Regions from separate parts of the Mus musculus genome. Here region 2 is linked to region 1. A link is a contact called in public Hi-C data. All regions are on one chromosome and are shown on one strand. The core of a region is the stretch at or near the end of the contact, and the rest is flanking DNA. Distances in the headings are between cores, read along the strand shown. Region 1 overlaps Dscam (DS cell adhesion molecule). Region 2 overlaps Tmprss2 (transmembrane protease, serine 2).

Region 1 (5,173 bases), core at 1,407-3,906:
AAGACCTCAGAATATAGGGATGTGCCTGGGCAGCTGTTGTGAGCCAATAAACAACAGCATTGGGTTCCTGTCATGCTCCTCAGCCCTCACCCCACCCCACCCTCACCCTTACCCCACCTTCACCCTCATCCCCAACTCTCATCCCACCCTCACCCCTACCCTCATCCCAACCTCACCCTCATCCCCAACCTTCATCCCGGACCTCACCCTCACCCCCAACGCTCACTCCACCCTCATCCCCACAACTCCTAACAGCATGACAGTTCACTTGAGGACAGGAAGATTCTGACACTTCAAAGGATTCTGACACCCACTGTCTCTAACCCTTCGTCTCTCTTATAAGGGGCCTGGCCCATCTGCCAGGTCTTATGCTCTTTTCTTGCTGTCTTTCCCAGTTTCCCTCAAGCCTTGGAGGAAGTGATATAGATTTCCCAGTTGTGACTGGGCACTCTACAAACGGTGCCTTGGTTGCCTTTTTTTAAAGATCCTATCTCCAAATAAAGTGTTAGGGCTCAGTGTATTGATATGGTTCAGTTATGAGGACACACTGGGATCCTGGACACTGGTGCTAGACCACTAGAGCAGTCTCTGGGAGGAGAGAGTGTCACCTGGGGAGCCATGGGAAGCTACATTCCACCCTGTGACTAACCCTGGATTTTCCAGTTCCAGGTCCTCCTGCCGGTGTCAAGGCGGCGGCAGCCTCGGCCTCCATGGTCTTCGTGTCCTGGCTGCCCCCGCTGAAGCTGAACGGCATCATTCGGAAGTACACAGTGTTCTGCTCCCATCCCTACCCTACCGTAAGTGGCGAATAACCAATAGCTTTCCCAGCATCTCCCAGGACCTCGCTGAGGATGCTCTTCCCTCGCCTCCCTCCCACTCGGCCTTCTTGGTGTTTTTTTCTTGTCATGTTGTCTCCACATGCAGAGCAAAGTCCTCATTTGCACCTCCCTCCAGAAGACTCCTGCTTTATTACGCGGGGCGCGGGCACTCGCCTAGAGCCCTTGTTTATCTGGCAGCTTCCCAGGCACTGCCAGCGGCTTAATCAAACTCCGAGTGCACAGGCCGTAATTGTGCCTTAATTGATAGTCAGTGGACAGCACCTATTGATTGCACTGCTAGGCTCCGCATTAAATGTCCTCCTTTCCTCCCTCCTTCTCCCCCACATGCTCCAGCCCACCCTCCTTCTCTGCCCTAACCCACACTGAGAAAGTACTATAGCGCTACCCCTGCTGCGCAAGGCAGTGGGGATCTGTGCCCTCTACAATAGCGGACTCAGCCTAGTAAAGGCGCCGAGGTCAGAATACACACCATTTAAAACTGGGCTATTTATTATCATTACTGTTTATGATGCTGGATAATAACTATCAACTTAAACTTTCCATGGGCAGATAACAAGGCATATCAGAAAAAGAGGGAATTTTGGAGAAAGGAAAATATAAAAAGAACGATTTGGATTTACAATGTTTTCACAAAGATTTTAAGGCACTGTCAAAATGAAGGAATCGTGCCTAATCCGTCTTTGTATCTATCTCCTGTTCCTGGCATAAAACTTAAAAACATGTAGAAGGCTATGGAAGTGGTTCAGCTGTGTTTTTGTGCAAGCGGGGGGGGGGGGTGAGATTTGGTCCCCAACACACACACACACACACACACACACACACACACACACAAATAATCCCAGCTCTGGAGAGGCAGAAATAGCCATATCTTTGAAACTTAGTGGGCATCCAGTCTGGCTGAGTACATGTGCTACTGTGTAGGGTTTCTATTGATATATACTGTGAGCAAAAGCAACTTGGGGAGGGAAAATGACTTCAACCTGTGCATCAGGCCTTATTTGTGCTGCCACTATCTCTGAGTTCATATGTGCATCGGACTTGTTGTGTCTGGAACACTGTTTTCTTAGAGTTGTCTACCCCTCTGGCTCTTACAGTCGTTCTTCTTCCTGTCCCACAAAGATCTCTGAGCCCTGAAGGAAGGAATTTGATAAAGACAGTCCACTTAGGGCAGAGGGCTCCAAAGTGGAGCACTCTCTGCACACTGTCCAGTTGTGAATCTCTGTGTTGATTATTATTTAGCTGGGTAATGTTCGACTTGCTTCTCTTGCAGAAGTCTCAGGTTCGAATCTTAGCATCCACATAGCAGCCCAAATACCCTGTGACTCAAGTTCCAGAGGATCTGCTGTCCTCTTCTGGCCTCCAAGGGCACCAAGTAGACAGGTGGTGCACAGGCATGCATGCATGCAAAACGCATCATCAGGATGTTTAACCTGAGGGAGGTTGAACATTGCAGTGACCTGTGGGTATAAAATATGTCATCAGGAGTGGTTTCATTGCTGTGTTGATTTTGCAGAAAAGTAGTTGGTTTTTCCAGGACCATGACATATCTAATCGCATGTTATCGGCCTCATTAACAGTATCAGGTGTGGGTTCCATCTCAATGAGTGGTTTGTTAATTCGGTGATATTTGTTCCACTATTACCTCAGTGGGCATACCTCGCAGGCAGATTGCTATTGTAGCTCACAGAGTATATAACCGGGTGAGAGTTATGATTCTTTTCTCCTCCAGGAGCATTCTTAGCAGCTTCCAGCACTGTGGATGCCGGAGTGTTCATTTTCTTTTTGAGACAGGAACATTTCTGCTATGTGTATTAATGGACAGCAGAGGGCAGCACAAGTTCTGGTCATTTTTCTTGTGCCTCAGTCTGGTGTTTTCATGCCCCCACCCCTTGAAATGATTTCATAGTTGAATGTAGAACATGGGAAGATAAATCAGGACATGGTGTGCCCTCTAATTTGATCTTCTTTTATGAGTCCCTTGGCGTAGCTCCTCGGCAATGTGTCCCCTGCCCCCCAAGTTCCCTAGCACAACTGTTCTTACTAAGACCTCCTTAAAAAGAGGTGTTTGTTCTCCAGTACACATAACACCTATTTAACAATAGGCAGCTATATCACTTTATCACTTTATTCTCCCAGTTCAGATCTGCGAAAGACAACATCACTAAAGACCTTGGATGTAGCCAGACATGTCGCATTAGCTGTAAATTAACCAGATTTGTTCTTCGGCTGTTTAAAAGCAGATCTAATAAAACATTCATCCACCTCAAAAAGTCCAGGAAATGCACTGAGACACCAGCTTTCCAACCAGAGAGAATGACAACACAGCCCCCAAGTTCATGTAATCAGAACCTCAGGATACCAGCTAGACGACAACAACAACAAACAAACAAACAACAATAACAATAACTCAACACTATTATGAACAATAAAAACCCAGAGAATTGTGATAACTTTTAAAAGTCTTATATTAGGGGCTAGAGTAGTGGCTCCCTGGTTAAGAGCACTTGCTTCTCCTGCAGAGGTCTCAGGTTCGACTCTTAGCACCCGAGTAACAGCCCACAAACACCTGTGACTCAAATTTCAGAGGATCTGATGTCTTCTTCTGGCCTCCAAGGGCACCAAGTAGGCAGGAGGTACTATTTCCTGAAGCTAAGTCCACATTTTTATATATAACCCTGACAACTATTTAAAGAATTATTGTATTAATTATTATATTAATTCCCTGAGAATTGTGCATAATGTATTTTGATCATATTTGCTCCCCAACCTAACTCCTTCCAGATCTATTCACTTCCTCCCTGCCCACTCAACTTCCTGACCTCTTTTTAAAAAATCCATTGAGTCCAATTTGTGCTCAGATACTCCTGGGTGTGGGCCCAGCCCCTAGAGTGTGATCTACCTACCAGGGACCACGCCTTTAACAAAAAATGTCTCTCCTTTTCCCAGCAGCTATTACCTATTGTCACTAGCTCCTCAGATGCAGATGGGACTTTGTGCTAGGATGTTGTCTGGTTTAAGTTGCATGCTGTCCCAAATGCTGCAAATTCGTATGAACAAATGTCAGGTCACGTCAAGAAAACGTGGTTTCATTACAATTATCTACTACCCCTGCCTGTTAAAGTCTTTCTGCTTTCCTTTCCATAATGATCCAGCCTTGGGAAGACTGAGTGTAGCATAGATATCCCATTTATGGCTGGGCATTTTGCAGTATCTCATTCTCTACACAACATCCAGTTTGTGGGTCTCTGTGTTAATCAACATTTACTGCAAGGAGACATTCCTCTGAGGAAGGTTGAGAGATTTGCTAATCTACAAGTACCACAATAAGTTATTAGGAATCAGTATAATACTATGCTTATTTATCAGAACAAGAGCAGTAGGTAGGTACTTCCCTAGGGCATATGACATATCTAGCCACAGGATCTTGGCACCTCCAGCCGTGAGTTCCATCTTGTATAGCACTGGTTTTCTAAATACTAACATCCTGAGCAAGAGGCCACCTGTATGCCACTTCCAATATGGCAGACCCAGCTCAACCTCATTGCCCCACCATTCCTGTTTCCTGGGGTTGTTAATATTCTAACCACACTCTTATCTTCCAACTAGAATCCAGACTTAGGTTTGATTACTTCTCTACCGATCCTTATCAGATTGGCTGATTCCTCTGTTTAACAAATGCAGGAAGGAATAGAACACCACCCTACACCACGCACTGAGCCAGGCTCTGGACTCATGCCTCAGCAGAAGCTGAAATACGCTGCGTGCAGCCAGGCTGTGCATTAGCAGCCTGTGCCAGCAAATGGCTTTCCTCTCTCATGCTCAGGGACACTGTGAGTTGGTATCAACTTAGCTCTATGCTCCATTCACTCGAGAAAATACCCAGGCAGGACTTATAACAGAAGAAACAAATTACAGAAAAATTGATGAGGGGGATTAAATGGTTCTCCAGAAATCACTGGCCAGATATCACTTAGAGTCTTACCCACTGAGAAGGGCCTTATCTGATGTAACTTCAGAGCATGTTCACAGAACTCCCAAGGAAGGCAGAAGGTGCCAGGGCAGGGATCGGTTCTGTGATGTGTAGCCAAGGACAATCCAGCACCATTTACAGCACACTGCAGTGTGCAGGAGCACAGGTGAGGGCTGTCTCCTCAAACACACGCCAGAGCCAGATTCTTGGGAAATAAAAGACACTGTTTCCTGGAAAATCAGGAACAAGAACAGATGTGGATCTGGGGAAAACTTAAGTTGGTAAAGCAATTAGGGGGTCTGAGGTTTGATCCCCAATACTCACATAAAAAGCTGGGTGGTGGTATGTATCTGTAATCACAGAA
Region 2 (5,173 bases), core at 1,096-3,595, 930 kb before region 1:
CCTAGTTTTTGGGAGCTGGCACTACCCACAAGCCAGGCCCAGCCACCCATCTTCTGGTATCAGCTAAAGCGACAAGTCATAACAAAGAGCAGACTGAAGTCATTGTGTTGGCTACTCCTGGTTGTTAACCTGACTACATCTGGAATGAACTCTAATCCAGAAATGGAGGGCACACCTGGGATCCAGATCCTCAGGCTGGATGCACAGGCTTCTGACCTGGATCTTAACATGGGATGACACATGCTTTTGAGGCCCAGGCAAGGTAGTACATGCCTTTCATCCCAGTAGACAGAGGCAAGCAGATCTCTGACTTCAAGGCCAGCCTGGGACAGAGCAAGTTCCAAATTCAGGCATGGTGGTACATACTTTTAATCTGGGCCATACCTTCGACTGGAGGCCTACATAAGGGCAATGGAAAGTGGAAGGCTTCATTCTTCTTTTGCCTGCTTGCACTTACTTGCCAGCACATCTATTGGATCCTACTTTTTTAGGATTCCAGCTTATATAGAAAACCAGCTGAAACACCTAGCCTTGTGCGACTGAGCAATGACTATACTCTTAGACTACCCTTTCATAGGTGCACATTGTTGGGTTAGTTGGACTGCAGACTATAAGTCATTCCAATATTTTCCCTTAATATATAGAGATATTCCACAAATTCTGTGACTCTAGAGAGCCCTGACTAACAATTATGCACCACTATGCCTGCCCTCGAGGAGCTCTTAATTCTTCCAGGTTCACTGTTTCGATAGTCTGATAGTACAAGTGTCTCTCTTTAAATAACTTCTTGGTAAGGAAGTATCCCCATGTCCAATACTTGTCTATGCTGAACGTCTCATACCTCCACCCTATACTACTATTGATTAGCTTTCTCCTAACAGTGCACTGTGCCCCTAAGAAGGGAGAGTATCTTATAACATGACTTGGGTCATGGTTCTCTTCTGTGTGTTTATTGGCTACACAGTGTCTGGTGATGGTGGCAGTGTGGTGACAGAGTTGGAGAAAGATTCGGGGGGGTGTCCCCTCCCACTTCTAGCAACAGTACCTGGCACTCTGGGGGTCTCATGAAGGAGCCAGCACATGTGAGGTGGTATTTGACATTGGTGGACTTCAGTTATTGGGGTTATCCCACACTCTTCAAGGAAAGTATCAATGAACTTGTCATCGTTTTCAGAGGAAAGGACTACAGGGCCATTTTTGTTTGGAAAAGTTTTTTTTTTTTTTTTTTCACATCATGTGATGGAACTAGACTCCCCAGTGTTGTCTCATTGTGTGACAGCTGGACAGGTGATTCATGAACTCGTACTAGACAGCACCAGGGTGCTGTGTTCCTCTGAGATGGAGTGGGTGAGGCTGCTGTCCAGGGGCCCTTAGGAAGCTCGTCCTCATTTGTTTTCTTGACCTTTAAAGGACAGTTACCCAAAGTGCTTCCTTATGTCTGGCTTCCCAGTGTCAAAGGTAAGTATCAGGTTTCTTTAAGTGACAGGGTAGCTCTCTTGTCTGGTTATGTCTTGCCCCTTTCAGAAGTCAACATGGGAAGAGAGGCCCATTGGACTTGCAAACTTTATATGCCCCAGTACTGGGGAACGCCAGGGCCAAAAATGGGAGTGGGTGGGTAGGGGGGTTGGGGGGGGAGGGTATGGGGGGACTTTTGGGATAGTATTGGAAATGTAAATGAGGAAAATACCTAATAAAAAAGAAAGAAGAAGAAGAAGAAGAAGAAAAAAGTCAACATGTAGGAGTCAGAGCTGCATGTGACTATGGAAAATCCCTGTTTCTGTTTAGAAGATGACCAGGATAGAATGTGACTCCCTTGCTCTTTTTGACACCTTTCCTGATCCTACCTAGTGTGGGCATCTTTCTTTCTTTCTTTCTTTCTTTCTTTCTTTCTTTCTTTCTTTCTTTCTTTCTTTCTTTCTTTCTTTCTCTCTCTCTCTCTCTCTCTCTCTCTCTCTCTTTCTCTCTCTCTCTCTCTCTCTCCCTCCCTCCGTCCCTCCCTCCGTCCCTCCCTCCCTCCCTCCCTCCCTCCCTCCCTCCCTCCCTCCCTCCGTCCCTCCCTCCCTCCCTCCCTCCCTCCCTCCCTCCCTCCCTCCCTCCCTCCCTCTTTCTTTCTTTCTTTCTTTCTTTCTTTCTTTCTTTCTTTCTTTCTTTCTTTCTTTCTTTCTTTCTTTCTCTTGCAGGGGTGGGGGAGTTTAGGCTGCCTCCCCTTCTCTTCCCAAGTTCATGGTAGCTGGACTGGGCCCTCCTTTTATTTCTGGCTTCTGTTTTGTGAGTCATGGGATCCCTGGACAAGATTAAGAGTCTCTGCTGGCTTCTGCTTCTGATGGCTTTCCCTTGACAATTCACGGCTATGGTCCTGGCTTCCTCCTTGCATGAATTTCAAGCACCTAGTCATGGCTCCTTTCAGAGGGCTCCAAGCTGGGAAGACTGCCAGTGGATCAGATTTTCATTTCCTGAAACTTCAACCAAGCCTGTAATTGGTGAGCCAGATCAACAAGCTAGAAAGAACTCACAGGAGTGAAAGCCACTGCAGCTGGGCTCTTCTGGAAGGACACTAGACAGTGTCTGGCTGGCTCTGCTTATGGGAGGAAGTTAGGATGCACTCACCAGGTAGATGTCCAGGCTTAGATTCTATTATTTGCAAAGTGGTCATAGAGAAGACACACCAGTGGGTGGCAATTGCATCATTTTAAGAGGTTTGGGTGTTTCCCATACATTTTAAATGGCGATCCCTCTCACTGTATGGTACTCAGTTTCATTCTCATACCCACAAAGCTGTTGACTTTAATATTAGAAAAACCTAGAATCTCTCAGCATGACTTGGTTCTTCTATTTGTGTGATCTACAACCTAAGAAATGAAAGACTTGGTGCATTTTTACTGAGATCTGTTCAATGTACAAAGCTATAATCATCTTTCTTCATTGCAGGTTGTTGGTTTGGGGGGCTTCTTGTGTTTAATGATCCTAGCTTTGCTTAGGAGATGAGCAGGTGGCCTCTTCTGCTCCCTTCAGAGACACTGAGCTTTGAGAGCAGGTGAACTTCCCATTAGCTTGGAAGAATTGCAGTACCAATCTGCAAGTGTTGAAGGAGATACCAGAAGTCTTTAGAGTTGCTTTTTTGGTGGTGTTGGGGATCATACTCATGGCCCCCTGTGTGATTGGCAGGTACTCCATCTCCAAGATATGTCCCCAGGTAAAATTAGTTTTATTTAACTCTTACTAAGGTAACACTGTGTGCCAACACCAATCATGTTATTGCTAACATTACTCAGTGCTCCTGAGAGTAGTATAAAAGGCCGCGTCTCTTTTCTGTCTTGATAGAGAACTCAGACACGGGTCCTTTCCAGGTCACAGCTAGTGAGAGATTAAATCTAGCTTAGGATCCAAGTCCCACCTAAAGCCTAGTGTGTCATAGCTTCTAGCTATGTAGTGCTGCCTACTGCTTTCTGTGTACCCAAGTGTCAGGCTTCTATGTGCATCTGTGGTGTAGTGTATGCATGTGTATATGTTCATGTGTGTATAGCTGTCCATACACATGTGTACATGTATGGAGACCTAGAGGTGGATGCTCGGTGTCTCCTCAATCTCTTTCCACTTTAATTTTGAGATAGGGTATTTTACTGAGCCAGGAGTTTACTGAATGGTGAAGATTATCCATTCATGTGTTAGGGATCCCCCTGGCTCTGCCTCCCTAGCACTAGGATTACAGTTGGGCACTTCCATGTCTAAACTTTTAAGGGGATCTGGGATTCAAATTCAGGTTGCCATGCTTGTGTAACAAGCACTTTGCCCACTGATCATCTCCTCATCACTAGAGTACCTGATTCTTATAAATGAAGGGCGCTTATCCTGGCTTCTGGACTCCTTCCAGCCCTCCTGGGCATATTATCTGGTGAATAGATGACTCCCCAGAATGGTGTCTTAGAATGTTCTTGGTTCGTTTCAAGTCCAGCATGGAGGAGTGAAGCAAAGCCCTATAGAGAGGATATCAATGAAAAAAATAATGCAACAACCCCCAGTAAAGCAAGGTGAGGACTAATGGCTTCAGGAACATCTCAGCAGATGGATGGACCAGGCAAGGAGCCAGTGGTGAAGAAACTGCTTGGATTCTCAATGGAGCAAGAGAGAATGGGAAATTACAATCATAGAGCAGAATGTCTGCAAATAGAAAATCATTAAGAAACGAGATGGGTGAGAGGGATCTGACTAGCCTGACTTGAAGGCAGGCCAGGCTTACCAAGTATCCTTTGAGGATGGTAGAGGACTGAGAATCTGCTCAGGTATTGAAAGTTGAGATTCTTAGCAAACTGATTTATCAAGGTTTCATTAAGCTAGATGTCACGTGGGAGTGCACAGAGATTGAGAAGCTTAGTGAGGCTGTCAGTGGAGGACAGTGCTGGAAAGATGGCTCACTTAAAGTAAGGAACTTTATGCTGATGGCATCTCTGGTTGTTGCTGGCATTTCACACATGGCTACATATGCAATGATCCAAGGACTTCTTTTCATAACTACAAATCGTCGAGTTGGTCTACCAGGACCAGCTCTTTTCTGCAGCAGTGGGAGTATGAAGTGGCTTGCTGACATCCTACTACATCAGGAAGCAGTGCCTCTATCCAGAAGCAGAGCCAGGGAGTAAAGCTGGCCTGCAGATCGATGTCCAAAAGGCTCTATGCTTTTCCCAAGCACCCCAAACTATCTGGGGTGCTGTTTCACATTCGAACCATAACAATGAGTCATAAGGACACATTATTTACTAAAGCTTGGGTAATCCTGTGAGGCTTATGTAGAAGAGTCAAATGCAGCCTGTTTCTGGTATTCAATTGTAGGCCACCAGTTCCATGCAGTTGTCTGCATGGACACACCTGTAAGGAGGCCGGGTCTGACCCTGTCAGTTGCTCCTCTGCTGTTCATTCTCTGAAAACCCCCTTCTGTGTACATTTGCAATGAACTTCATCTTAAATGTGTCAACTGTGATATCCACTTTGAAGAGATGGAAGCTGAGTTGTCAGGTTGGTTTAGATATTTGTCTAAGAATGCTTTTGGAAAAGGGCACAGGCTGAAGGTAGCCCTGGGTGTTTGCCTTCCAGGCTTGCTGTTGCCCTCTATGGAGCAAGGTCTTCTGTGGTTTTTCTCCCACGAATCTTCCTTTTGGTGAATGTAACTGGGAATAGC

What was found. A called contact is a pair of places that touch in the nucleus more often than the background predicts.
Region 2: a Hi-C map of the N1E-115 cell line shows a contact between it and region 1, with 5 times the contacts expected there. The contact joins two enhancer-like sites.

What each region holds. Positions count from the first base shown.
Region 1 is chr16:96,669,289-96,674,461 of GRCm38.p6, reverse strand. Dscam (DS cell adhesion molecule) reads left to right here. Exons shown (of 33, transcript NM_031174.4): 20 at 664-797. Among named protein-coding and RNA genes, the nearest start is that of Gm32509, 47 kb to the left of the region's middle. Within about 2 kb of position 2,656, at least 2 of the 459 cell types and tissues checked have an H3K27ac peak or open chromatin away from gene starts, as enhancers often do. A contact at or near this core is called in the N1E-115 cell line, where this site is marked.
Region 2 is chr16:97,599,698-97,604,870 of GRCm38.p6, reverse strand. All of the region lies in intron 1 of Tmprss2 (transmembrane protease, serine 2), which reads left to right. Among named protein-coding and RNA genes, the nearest start is that of Tmprss2, 8.9 kb to the left of the region's middle. Within about 2 kb of position 2,345, at least 18 of the 459 cell types and tissues checked have an H3K27ac peak or open chromatin away from gene starts, as enhancers often do. A contact at or near this core is called in the N1E-115 cell line, where this site is marked.